2 separate regions of the Zea mays genome follow, and region 2 is linked to region 1. A link is a contact called in public Hi-C data. All regions are on one chromosome and are shown on one strand. Each heading gives the region's core, a stretch centred on a gene start, on an enhancer-like site or on the middle of the called end of the contact. The rest is flanking DNA. Distances are from core to core; before and after follow the strand shown.

The links. A called contact is a pair of places that touch in the nucleus more often than the background predicts.
Region 2: a contact with region 1 is called in a Hi-C map of ear, with 4 times the contacts expected there. The contact joins the promoter of LOC100279750 here to the promoter of LOC103654385 in region 1. A contact is called at or near these places in 2 of 25 Hi-C or Micro-C datasets (ear and tassel) and 2 of 3 datasets of contacts at active chromatin or transcription factors (seedling and shoot).

The regions. Positions count from the first base shown.
Region 1 is chr4:196,932,944-196,939,921 of Zm-B73-REFERENCE-NAM-5.0, forward strand. LOC103654385 (protein AUXIN RESPONSE 4) reads right to left here and starts at 3,765. Exons shown (of 2, transcript XM_008681228.4): 1 at 2,499-3,765; 2 at 949-1,357. The coding sequence starts at 3,632. The coding sequence ends at 1,277. LOC103654384 (a long non-coding RNA gene) reads right to left here. Exons shown (of 6, transcript XR_004857907.1): 4 at 5,644-6,978; 5 at 4,772-4,813; 6 at 4,452-4,687.
Region 2 is chr4:196,973,786-196,980,763 of Zm-B73-REFERENCE-NAM-5.0, forward strand. It overlaps LOC100279750, which reads right to left and starts at 2,549. Exons shown (of 4, transcript NM_001351799.1): 1 at 2,262-2,549; 2 at 1,390-1,605. The coding sequence starts at 2,407.

The sequences.
Region 1 (6,978 bases), core at 2,515-5,014:
AAAGAACCAGGGGAGATGCTCCGATAAAATTACTAGTAGGAGAGGGAGACAACAAGGTCTCGATCGCCAAGGAGGCAATTAGAGCTCGAGGGGAGACAAGCGGTCGAGGTACATGGCGGCCCGCGTGTGGGTGAAGCTTGACGCGGTCACGAAGGACAAGGCTTATGGCACGATCGAAGGTCACGAAGGTGCTCCGAACAAGATGGTCGTCGTGGAGGAGGACACGTACAACAATTTTGGCGGAAATGGGTGAATCCGGGAGGGAGGTAGTCCAGCAGGCGCGCCAAGACGAGGTGTGGTGGTCGCTGCTGCAGGAACGACGAGGGGGGAGCGTCGGATGTGCTGCAGCTCGCTGCTGGGCGACGCGAAGGCAGGCAGTGGGCGCGGCGAGAACAGTTGGCAAAACTCAATTTCATGTTGCCGTAGCCCGTAGGCTATGCCTCTACGCCGAGTTTTTTTTGGAACGGAGGTATCCCCATGTCTGGGCTTCGTAAAATTATTATCCCGAACGAAGCAATTGCATTTCTAGTATTATAACACCCACAACTTTGGTATTTTGTGCTTCTTGCTAGGTTTAACCGCTGTCGAGCATCATCAGCCATAACCGGAGCTTAGTAACGAAGGAGGTGGCCCTGTGATCGCCTACCCCGTTTTTCAAAACGACCAGAGTCCTCCGTTGGTTGCTCCACCGCCCGATCCGATGCGGAGTCCTCCGTTGGTTGCTCCGCCGCCCGATCCGATGCGCTGGATCGCCGGCGACCGGCTCCCTGTCCGGTGGCTTCCTGCCGGTTTCCGGCACTGGTGCGTCGCCGGAGATGGGAAGTACTTGCTCACCTACCTAGACCTCAGTCGAAATAACCATTAATAGCCGAATACTCAACTACCTGAACCTGTCCCGAAACCACCTTGGCGGAGAGATATCGGCAACCATTGCTGCAATGCAGAGCCTTACTCAGAACAAGTGATTACTCAGAACACGCTACCTCAAAACGACGCTAAACTGAGTACATGCTACTACACTAGCATGAGTCAGTGACACACGTTTTACAAACTGAAGCAAGACAACAAGTACACCATTTAGCAACAAATTAAAGTTAAAAAAAACACGCTAGTGTAAAGTCAGAACTCGGTACAGACGCTGCAAGCAGAAACTCTCCAGGAACAAAAAATCTCAAGTTGCACTTGTCACTGCACCCACCAACTAAAAGGTCTGAAAACTGCTCCAGGTTACATTTGCTCAACGATCCTCGAAGGAGTGTATATATCCTACTCAACGTCACCACCTGCTGCTTCCAGCTTCCTCAGCTGAGGTTACAAACTCGGTGATCACCCCTGAAATTTCCTCAAAGGCATCGACCTGCGCAACACAACAGAAACAACAATATCGTCATCTCAGCTCGGTACTTGGTTATTATACTGGGGGATGCAAAGACTTAGCAATGCCTGCTTGAAAATGCAGTCGTGCCTAAGGACTAAGGTGAGACTTCTGAAGGGAGAATGGGGATACAATAAGAACATGGACAGGCAGGACAGTCAACTCAGTCAATCAGCCGGAATAAGAACATGATTTTTACTCTCTATAGATATTAAACTCTATATATAACGTCTCATTCCAACAGACTCTCCAACATACAAGTTAGCTTAGATAGCGAGAGTTGCTAGCCAAATTTGGCTAGTGAGAGAGTTAATTTAGAGAGCCAGATAGATTAGAAAGTTAAATAGCTAGTCTGTTGGAGAGCTATTATCAGTGGCGGAGCGCAAACAGATAATAAGGTATGGCAGTGGAGACGCTCAGGCAATGGAGCTGTTCAGACTCGCGTCGTCGAGTGGTGCTGTGGAGTTGCGCGTGGGCTGAGGCAGCCAGGCAGGGCACTCACGCCGTCGGGCGGGGCTGCAGAGCTGCGCATGACGCGGAGGTAGAAGCGTCGTCAGGTGGGGCCGCGGAGCTGAGCACATAGGCGGAGCCGGGCTCGGCGAGGTAGGGTGCGAGCGTTCCGGCCCCATGAGCACGAGGACCCATGGCGAACAGGACAAGGAGGCATGGAGGGAGGCGGCGAGCGCGAAGACGATGACCGTGCGGAGCAGCTTGAACGCGGAGCCGCCGACATAAACGCGCTTCTTCATCGACATCTTTGCCTCGCCGAAGTTCCATACCCGTCCACGTCTACCTCGCTACCAAGCTCTGGCTCCCAGCAGTCGAGTAAGGTATGGCGAGCGCCATAGCTCGCCATACCGAGCGCTCCGCCACTGGCTATTATACTATTAAATAGCTAAAATTTAACTTAACAAGCTATTTAGCAAGTCTCTTGGAGATGCTATAAAAGAACCGATTTAAAGAAATTTCACTGACAAAATTCATAACAAGATGGAAAAGTTGTGGAGTACCTGCTGATGTTGATCATCTCCAAAAAAAATTAGAAATTTTTTATTTACAGTATAGCATTTCGTTCAACCTCACAAGATGAAATTGACAAGTAAACTTATATCACCACACTTACCTGAGGCCATCGGCCGCCGGAGTGGTAGATGAATTTGGCGTCAGGCAATGCAGCCGCCACTTTCTTCCCCTCGTCGATCCACATATCTGACCAAGAACCCGACCACAGCACCAGCATCGGCAGCCTCCTCACCTCCTCCGAAGAGACCCTCCACTCCCCAAGCTGGAAGCTGTGGTTCATCGACTTCCATGCCTCGACCACCGCCTCTGCCTTCCCCTCCCCACGCATCGCTGCTCGGTACGCCTCTGCCTCCTCGGCGCCGACCCCCCGGACGCAGCACAGCCGCACCAGGCCGCGGAACAGCGCCGGCACCCGGAGCACCAGCCTCCCCAGCACGGGCACGTCGAAGACCGCGGCCGGGAACGCCGGCAGGGACGCGGTGGCGTCGACCAGCGTCACGCTCCGCACGGCCCCCGGGTTGGCAGACGCGAACGCGGCCCCGGCCGCGAGCGCGGAGTCGTGGAGGACGAGGTGGACGGGGCCCACGCCGAGCGCCTCCGCGGCGCGCGCGACGGCCGCGGCCGCCTCGTCGGGCGCGTGCGGAGACCGCGCCGCCGAGGCGGCTGGTTCCTCCTCCTGGTACGGGACCTCGCCGGTCTGCACGAGATGCTCGAAGGCGTGGAACACGCCTCGGTTCATGATCTCCCGCAGCGCGCTGGTCCGGGCGGGCGCGGTCGCGGCGGGCGACGCCGGGGAGAGGCCCTGGCCTGGGAGGTCGAGCGCCGCGGCGTGGACGCCGCGGGAGGAGAGCGACGAGAGGACGCGGCGGAAGGACAAGGAGCCCGCGGCGAGGCCAGGGAGGACGAGGACGCGGTGCGCGGGGGAGTCGCCGGCGGCGGCCGTGGGGCGGGAGGTCACGGCGAACAGGCCGGGGGCTGGATCGAGCTTGAGGAAGCGGCCTGCGGCGAGGTGTCCAAGGAGGAGAGGCGGGAGAGGCGCGGGAGAGGAGGGAGGCAGGAGGTGGGGGAGGAGGAGCGCGAGGAGGGAGACGGCGGCGGCGAAGTAGAACCAGAATGGGAGCGCGGAGGCGAGGGAGAGGGGCCGGGGCCGCGGCGGCGGCGGAGGTGGAGATGGTCGGGGAGCCGCATCTTCATCGGGGACCGCGTCAGTGACGGGGGGATCGGCCGCCGGCATTGCTGGTTCGTTCGGTTTGCTCGCCGGTTGGCGGCGGCGCGTGAGGATGAGTGGAGTGGGAACTGGGAAGCGTAAAGGGAAAGCTGCCCGGTGCTTTGCTACCTTTGTTCTCGTGCTGACTGCTGAAGTTGCCGGCCCCAGTGCCCACAAGGGGGGTACTCATGGTCTGAAATAAGATATTATTAGGTGAGTGACCGTGCGTTGCAACGGAATCGTATAATAACACGATAACTTATGTACATATATGACTTATATTGTTATAGATATGTGTCCGTGCATTGTGACAGAAGTAAAAGATTTGTGACAGAAGTAAAAGATTTGTATGAAACATTGATACAGAACGACAAACATCACTATAATATGTAAAATACGTATGGAAAACATTATCAATATCACACAAATTATTCTAAAAAGTTAATTTAGAATTTTTAATCATAGACAAATGTATGTTATACTGTTATGAGAAAAAGTTTCATAATCCATATATTTGGTTGGTTTATAAAAATGACTCACAAGTTAGATCCATAGAAAAAAATATTATGCATGGAAATGTAATATTTTACATGCTTGTAACTCGCTGGAAATGCAAAGAACTCGGCTGATTGTCACAATTAATCACAAAAAAACTCTTGTACATGTTCATACAAATGAGGAAGAATGATGACATTAAAACATTTCAGTTGGATGGGAAACAAATAAAAATTGAGTGAACAAACATAAAGGATGGGAAACAAATTAACTACCAAAAATTTTGTTGTCACCAAAGCAATATAAACAATATAAGCATTTCATGAGAAATGGTAGTCAGAAAATTTATGGCATACATCGTTATATAGATCCCCTTGGTATACCAAATTCTGTTTACTACAAAATTAAGTGAACAAACATAAAGGGCCCATTAAGCCCAATAGCACTCTTAGCAACTGATAATAAGATGATCATATAGAAGTCTGAACATATTCCAACAAGCTCTCAAACGATGGCGTTTGCTGCGCTAGCAATCCTAGGCCAAAGATCAGCACACTCCTTGCCGATAGGTCCAGTGATAGAGAAACCTGCAAGACAAATTTGATAGTTTGTCATGCCATGCCAAACAGAATAGGCCCAATGTTGGAGGAATTATAGTGGACAATTCATACCTTTCATATCACCCTTGGGATTCACAATCACTCCAACATTATCTGCAAATGAAAGGCAGCAACCCAGGTCAGTTCAACATTTAATATCAAAAAAGGTAGAGCCAAGTCAGTTCAACAATTAATAACAAAAAAGGTAGAGCAGGTCAGTTCAACAGTTAATAACAAAAAAGGTAGAGCCAGGCCAGTTCAATAGTTAATAACAAGAGAAAAGGCAGAAGAATAGACAATAGAAATCAATAGAAGACTTAAACAATCAAGTATTCCAAAGCACCGGAACTTAGCATGGAATCATCATAAGTATTGAAAGAAGAAAATATATGTCTCATGGCCAGTCCCAAAGTTTCAATGCAGCGATGCCACTACCCAAGGCAATGGAATGTGAGACCATTTCAAATGGAGGATGGCCTCAAGGATGCCAGCAAACCTCTACAGATAAAACTTGATTTCTGACGTTTGCTTTGGAACATGCAAACATGTAACGTTCGCTCCAAAAAAAACTGAAAGAACTAAAGAGCCCTTCCGTCAGTAAGCAGTGTGTTGGTGTTCTCTCGAAGTTAACACAAACACCTCACAATAAAATCAAATAGAAGCAATTATAAAGACAAGTGTGATTGTAAAAGTGACATAAATAAACGAAAAACAAGGACTTTGATAAAATATAAATACACTAAACCTAGCTTGTTCTATTAACATGGGGTAGAACTGTCTGTAGCGAATATATGCAAAGACATATATTTTTGCTTTAGTGAGAATATAGAAACCAAGGAGTTTTGTTAGGTCGAATGAGGGGGGATAGGAAACTATATCTTCCTATTCCATGCTTTTCGACTGCGAGCACATGTGCTTCTACTTCAGCAACATAGAATGGGCACCTGATTCTGCGTTGCCCTTGCTCTGGTGACCATTTAGACTAAGGCGGAGAGCTGAAGCACATAAGTTCTAGCCTGCGTGAAGAAAGACCAATTCAAGTGACAGTGAGCACGCATATGGTACTGCAACAAGATATGATTTGAAGATGGCTCGTCGATTTACTCTCTGACCTTTTTTTCCTGCTGGCCTTCAATAGGAGCCAACAAGATATGCTGATGTAGTATGTCAAAGAATCATAATACACAGAAGTGAAAAATAAAACACAAGAAATCAGGATGCCTAGTGAGAAAACAGACCTCCCAAGACAAGGCATGAGGTCTCCTATGGTCAGCTTTCACAGCCATTGGCATGCCCTCCTTTGGTACACCAGGACATTTTTTGGTATTATCAAAATGCTCTGCTCTGGCTCGAAAGTTCAATTAGAATCATGCCAATGTTGAATCTTGTACAGTGCCATGTGAATCATTTATCTAACGTGGGTAGGTAGAGAACAACAGTAACAGATATACAAAAATGCCAAAATTGCACACTTATACATAGAAAACACAAGATAAAGGCAAGCGAGTGTAATAAGGCAAACAAATACAAATGCAGATTAAGCGCACAACAACGTTAGTCACTTTTACAGGAATGGTTATCTTTTATTTTCAGAAACATGAGATAACCAAATGATAGTCAGGAAGGCCATTAATCAAGTCAGCATGGTAATAGTAGAACTAATGTAACCAACGAAGCAATCAATATCATTTTAGCAAGCCGCATATCCTAGAGATCGTCACAGCACCAAGCAGATGGTTCATCAGATAAGGAAAATTAGTACCTCAGTCCATACTCTATAGCATGGATTTGGCACTTTATCTTTTTCTAGAAGCCTATCCATTGCTTCTGGAGGCATTCTCTTGTGGAAGATTTGTAGCATGACCATTTATTTACTATCTTATCAGTTTCAATTCTATAAATATGTATTGAAATTAAAATATTATATTTCTTGATGTTATTATAGAGCATGTACATACCAAGATTCTAGCACTCCCGAATTCACAAACCTTGACTTGGTGGGAAACAGGATCCACCTATCAAAGAACAAAAAAGGTCATCATTTTCCAAGTGAACATCATGAACCACGATGTAGTAATACTAAACATGATTAAAAATTGGGTACTGAACACTTACACTTGAACAGAGCACTGAATGACTGAACGGCGGATTTGATACATGACTACATGTATATGCACATATAAGTTCTAATTTATAGCGAACAATTCAAAATTAAGCAAAGATTTAATATGTTCTGCAGCAAATAAATATAAATAAGCATGTTGAGAGATACGTTAACA
Region 2 (6,978 bases), core at 1,299-3,798, 40 kb after region 1:
AGTTGCAATCACAATATATAATTCCAATCAACATATATGACATAATCCTGGTTGTATGCTCAGACAATCCTGACCGTATGCTCACTGTTAAGGAAGCTGATCTATCGCAATTGGTAGAGCATGTGGTTCTGTGGCTAGCCCAGGCCACCTAGGTTCTAGTCCTCGTCAAGGAAAATTTGCATGGCTATTTTCTTCTTGATAATAAAATGCCACCTGGTTCCTCCTATGTTGGTCTAGTTTTTTTAATCCTGGCAATAGCTTATCTCTTTGCTCAAAAAATAGTCAATAAAAATCATGCATAATTTTTTCTGTAACTTTGTGTTTATGTGGAAAAAAACTCTTCTGATGGCACATCTCAAGGAGCATTGGGCAGACTTACTGCTGGAGGCTCCCACATGAGTAGCGTCTGTGAAGGGATAAGCCGAGGCGAGCCTTCCCACATAAATGTGGAGAAGTTGCTTCGAACCCATGACCTGATGACTCAGTAAGACAGCTCTGACAACTACACCAAACATCTCAAGAAGCATTCATGATTTTTTTTTAAAAAAAATTAATGGTTTCCAAGGTGACGTGCACAATAGTTAATACAAACTGCTGTAAAATTTATGAAATGATACTGGTAATATTTCACACATACCCTTCTTTTATTTCTTTCATCAATTCTACTGAGGCATGTTCCCTGTTAAAATGGTGGGTTTCAGACTAATTTCCAACAAGAATATAAATGTTTTGAATCACAACTTCTGGAACATATGTTACATCACAGATATTAGTTCACCAGAACTACAATTCAAGTCCAAAACAAACTACAAAGAGTACCTTTGAAAAGTGTTCAATGTACAGTAGAAAGGCATTACATTTCTTAGTAGATACCACATGGAAAACAAAAAAACTTCTTGCTCAGAAACAATTTAAATTTGTGGACACAAAATTACAATTTTTTTTGTTAAATCCCAAACCTTTTTTTTTACATTGAAGTCATGTTGCCCTGTGTTAATCGCAGGTGATTTTTTCCAGGTAGCTACAACTAACGTCGCGATTTCAAGGAATACAGAAACTCCTACTGAATTTGCACTTGCACCTTAAGCCACAATTGTCTCATATAACCTACGTGATTCACATCCGGCAGTCAGATGCTCAAGTCATATTTATGTTTGTAGTACTTGCAAAATCCAAAAATAATATTGCACGTATGTACTCAGGAAAACAGATGGTCAACAGATTATCAAATAGAGCTGACCTTGTGATATATTCCGGTGCAAACAGCAACTAGATTAGTAGAATTTCATTGTTAGCATCACGGAAGAGTTACAGAAAGGGTGCAACAGTGAATAGCTGGGTTTGTAGAAGAAATAATGTAGACTGCATAGAAAAGCAGATACTTCCCACCTTTTCTTTTCTTCTTCTAGCCTTTGTGTATCAATAACATTCTTATTCTCTGCCAACCCAAGGTGGGAACTCTGAGATGCAGCGACTGGAGAGCTAGTGACACTCGGACTTCTCTTTCTTCTGTAACGCTTTTGTGATGGAGACGGACTCTTGCGCCTCCTAGGAGACGGAGAACGGCTCTTGTGCCTTCTTGGGGAAGGCAAAGGGCTCCTCCTTCTGCAAGACAAAGATGAGCACCGTAAGAATAAAATTAGAGTCAATGAGTCATCACAACAATAGACAAGGAATTACCATTAGCTCCTGAAGCCCTAAAACATGGGCAAAAGCAGTTACCTTAGACACTGTTACAGGGGTGGAGCATTCCACAGCAATACAGCACAGAGTAAAAGCTTTGTAGATTCCATGCGTTTTACGAAAGCAACTCTTGTTAGTCTGTACAGGCAAGTAGTGCAAAACATGGCATAACTATATCTAAGCTTCATCTGCTGATATATTCCATGCTGCATCGAAGTATTTTTATTCTAACTCTGTAATGCAAAAGAATCCGAAGCATTTTTCTTCCTTTGGAAATCAGAAATCTTGATCGCTCCGAAGTATTATGAAATTTGCACATTCATAAACCATAGTTCATGCAGATATGACATAGCACAATATACTACCGCGCTGGCTACCTCTAACAGTAACACCAACAAACAGTTGATAGATCAAATAATCATAAGAGCACCAAGCCCCGTTTCCATCAAGCAAGCAATAGTACAAAATTTCAATGAAGGCGGTCAGCATCGCCTCACTTCTTTTTTTTACAGTACAAACCCCCAAAAAATAAAACGAAGACTCGCCAGATTTCTGCGTGTAACGGGAGGTGTGGTCACCTATACGAGGAGCGATAGGGGGACCTGCTACGGATGGGACTGGGGCTTCGGTCCCTGCGCCCCCTCCGGCCGCGGTACCGCGCGGGAGACGGCGACCGCCAACGTCGGCGCGGCGGAGACCGCGACCGCGACAGGTCGCGTGGCATCGTGCGCGACGCGATCTAGAGCCTCGGCAGGACTCAGAACGCCCGGATCTGGATGAATCCGGACGATCGGAGTCTTCGGAGAGGGGAGGAGTCTGGCTTGCTGGCTGGAAAACGGGAGGACGCAAGCCAGGTGGAGTCGCCGCCGCCGCACGCGAGGCAGATGAGGTGGGAGAGGCTTCGCGTATATCTAGTGGCAACTCATTGTAATTAACCAGCAAGGCTAGGCCTAGGTGTGTAAGCCGGGTGGGCGCTGGCGAGAAGCAAAAGCAACAGGGCCACCAGCCCAGCGCGATATCACAGGACGGTCTTGCTCCGCCCAGGCCCATGTGAGTCGCCCGGCCCGGCCCAACTTGACCGCACTCTCGTGCAGGAAATCACCCGGACCGGTACCGGCAGCTGTTCCTGTTCGCGTGTTTATTCTGCGCCGAGACTGAAAACGGCATCAGTAGCAGACGCAGGCGACCACGAGGAGTGACGGCATCAGCTGCGGCAGCGACGCCCAACAACGGCACCTCATGGGCGCCGACGACGACGACGCTGCCGCCTGCCGCTGTGGCGGCGCGAGAGAGGGAGGCGGAGATCGAGCAGGCCATGCGCGCCCGCGTCTCAGACTTCAAGAAGCAGGCCGAGTGAGCACACTCTCCCCTTCCTCCAACTTGAACTTCTGGGGCTGATATGGCCGCCCTGCCCCTCGTATAGGGTTTGCGCGCTTAAAGTTCAGGTCTGTGGCTGCAGCTGCTGCAGAGGTCTGGAATTGGGGCGCTTCTCGGGGTCTTGGTTGGTCTGCCGCTGCATGCTGCGGAGGGTCGTGCACTGCGGCCTGCGGGAGGGTTTTGGGCGGGCGGGCTCGGGGGTAGGGTTTCTACTTCTGCTTTTCTGGTAGGAGATGAAGGCAAGTAGAGATGCCTGAACCATGGTCTTCAGAACGCGTGGTGCACATCTCAGCTCAGCCACAGTCGGTAGCTCTTAGGGTTTTAAAGGTTAGGAGGGAAATGAAGTTCGGGATGACAACTATCAAGAGCCAACTGAATCTGTAAAGCAACACTTAGACGGCGGAGATCTCTTCTCATGATCTGATGGCAGTCAGATGGTGGTTCAGTTTTTCTGTGGCGCGAAGCGGTTTTCCGTTTTTCTTGTTATTCTTCCAATTCATTGTCTCCTGTATTTTTTCGTTTCAGCGGTTTAATTTGCTCACTGCCCCTTTTAAGCTGTTCTTATGTATAAGACATTGCCTGTTGTAATCCCAGATATGCCGTCATTGAGAAATTACCCCGTTTTCCAATATAAAATGAGTTCAGATTTCCACCTTTGTCTTCAATTCATGTTGATTTCTACCATTTTATCCTCAAATTATGCATCTGCGTTTCGGAGGGGGAGCCAATTATTTCGCTGTATAAGCGTTATCAATTTTTCAAAAAACACTAGGCGCTAGGTGGTCAGGCTCCACTAGTTTGTAAGCATCTCCTAGGCAGTTCGCTCATGAGTTCCATGAGACCATGACCATAGTTTATCTTTCTATCTACAATCTACAATTAGTCAAACTTCCATACACAGTTGAAGTTTTAAATTGCTCTAGGCAGAACAATGCCTACGTACTAGCACCTAGGCCATGCCTTCTAAAACAGAGTTTTGTGGGGTGATAATTGCTCGGTGTAGTACCTTGGCACTTGCCTCTTGATGAGTGCTTGGCTTGTTAGCCATGCTGTGTCCTATGTGAAACTGTGCTGCTCATTTGTGAATCTGTGCAAGAATAAGTGGAGGCTGATATCATATTATTCTTTCTTTACAACTAGTGCATTGCCAATGTTTTACTCTTCGAGGATTAATTGAATTTTGTATACTATTTTTGAACATATCGTAAGCATTTTTTATATATAACAACTGTCATATATGGACCAGCCAGAGGGGTTCATTGTTCCTGGAAAAGAAGACTATGTGTGCAGGTTGAAGAAGTCCTTATATGGTCTGAAACAATCTCTCAGACAATGGTATAAGAGGTTTGATTCATTTATGCTTTCTAAGGGCTTTCAGAGGTCTCAATATGATAGCTGTGTTTATCTAAAATTTGTTAATGGATCACCTACATATTTGCTGCTATATGTTGATGATATGTTGATTGCTGCCAAGAGCATGAAGGAAATCACTGCTTTAAAGGCGCAGCTTAGTAGCGAATTTGATATGAAGGATCTGGGTGCTGCAAAGAAAATCTTTGGCATAGAGATAGTCAGGGATAGGAAGTCTGGACTGCTGTACTTGAGCCAGAAGAATTATATTGAGAAGGTCCTTCGTCGTTTCAACATGCAAAATACTAAACCTGTGAGTACTCCGTTGGCTCCTCATTTTAAACTGTCTGCTAAACAGTATGCTGAAACTGATGATGAGCTTGAATATATGTCAAAAGTTCCATACTCTAGTGCTGTTGGGTCACTCATGTATGCTATGGTTTGTTCTCGTCCTGATTTGTCTCATGCTATGAGCGTTGTTTCTAGATACATGTCTAATCCTGGTAAAGAGCATTGGAAAGCTGTTCAATGGATTTTCACATATCTACGTGGTTCTTCTAGTGCTTGTTTATGTTTTGGTAAATCTGGAGATGGTCTGATTGGCTATGTTGATTCAGATTATGGTGGTGATTTAGACAGGAGGAGATCTCTTTCAGGTTATGTCTTTACTATTGGAGATTGTGCTGTGAGTTGGAAAGCTCGTTTACAGGATACTGTTGCTTTGTCTACCACAGAAGCTGAATATATGGCAATTGCAGAAGTTACTAAGGAAGCCTTATGGTTGAAAGGTATATATTCAGAGCTATGTGGAATTAAGTCTTGCATTGCCATCTATTGTGATAGCCAGAGTGCCATTCATCTCACCAAAGATCAGATGATTACTGAGAAATCCAAACATATTGATATTCGTTATCACTTCATTCGTGATATCATTGAAAAAGGGTTGGTGAAGGTATGCAAGATCAGTACCGATAATAATCCAGCTGATATGATGACGAAGAATGTTTCTGTTGTTAAGTTTGAGCTATCAAACTTAGTTGGTATTATAAATTAGCCCTTAGTGGTTGTTGGCGTCGGCAAGATGATGATGCATTTGTTTAAGGTGGAGGTTGCTATTATGATGCTACAAGGAATTTGTCTCAAGGTGGAGTTTGTGATCCAAATTCTGAAGAAGGCGGTCAAGTTGGCGAGCGAAGCGGAGGCTCGTCGTCGGGGTTGCGGGGGGCGGGGCCCCCCGCGGTACGGATCGTTTTAGGGTTTCACCTCTATAAATATCTTTGTAAGCCGCAGGAGATATCTATCTCAATTGTAAATCTCCTGCGATCTGTAACCACCCGAAAATAGTGAGAAGTTGTCGGCCGGCGCCCGTGGTTTTTTCCCCCTTCACTTTAGAGGGGTTTTCCACGTTAAATCTGTGTCTTCTCTGTGATTGATCTTATTTGTGTCGCATTCATTTATAACAAAAAGGATCCTGATTGATCCTATTTGTGTCGCATTCATTTATAACAAAAAGGATCCTGAAGGAGGAAGGGATCAAACTTCCAGCAGTGATATTAGTGAAGACGTGATAAAAGAAGCCATTGAAAAAAGGTCGTCTTATTTTAGAAAGAACTCTGAGTATGTGTCCTCACATTCTCATTATATGTATAATTATTAGGGATCGCAACGGGTATATACCCTCGGTAATATCATTTCGTACCTGTAAAAAAAACTACACATTGGGTTACACATATCTGCTTGTTGGTACAGAGTCTTACCCATAGTTGTACCCACACGAGTAATTTTACAATTCGGGTAACCATTACTCGCAAAAAAGTCTCAAATTCTAATATACCAATCACTTAAAATGTCAAACAAACATACAAAAATAAGTTCAACTTCAAATTTAACAAATCATATGTTACATAACTTGATAGTTAAACAAACGATAGCCAGATAAGGATTTTCTTTAGCTAAGATGAGCTTTACACCTTTACTAGATGGTAATAGTGTTATGATGCGGGTATATTTTACCCACGGGTATAGGTAGTACCCACCTGTACCCATTTACCCCAGTCAGCTGTCTGTGGTGGGTTTATTTACGTTGGCTACGTTTCTATTATGTGCACTTTAATCTATATTATGTAAATGACTCTAGTTTGTAATATTATTACTTACTCTTTATTAATATTTGAAGCATTGTGACGAGTTATTTATGTAATCATTGTGTACGTGAGTTCTAATCCTGGCACATACATGGTTTGCATTCGGTTTACTTTCTAAAACTGGGTGTGACAATTATATAGAGAACTAGAATCTCAATCTCTTAGAGGCACATTTGACGGACGTAACCCTTCATAGGGTTTTTTAACAAGGAACATATTCGATGTTTAAAGGGGCACTATAATCATGTGCACATTTTAAATCTAGTACATCTATCTCATATCCAATGGTAAAAGATAATTTTATGAAAAACCCTTCCCACTAGGGGAGGTAGGTGGAAGGAGTTTTTATATAAAATTGGTAGTGCTGCTAGATGTAAAATGAATGTTCTAAATTTAAAATGTGCATGTGAGCACAATATCCCTT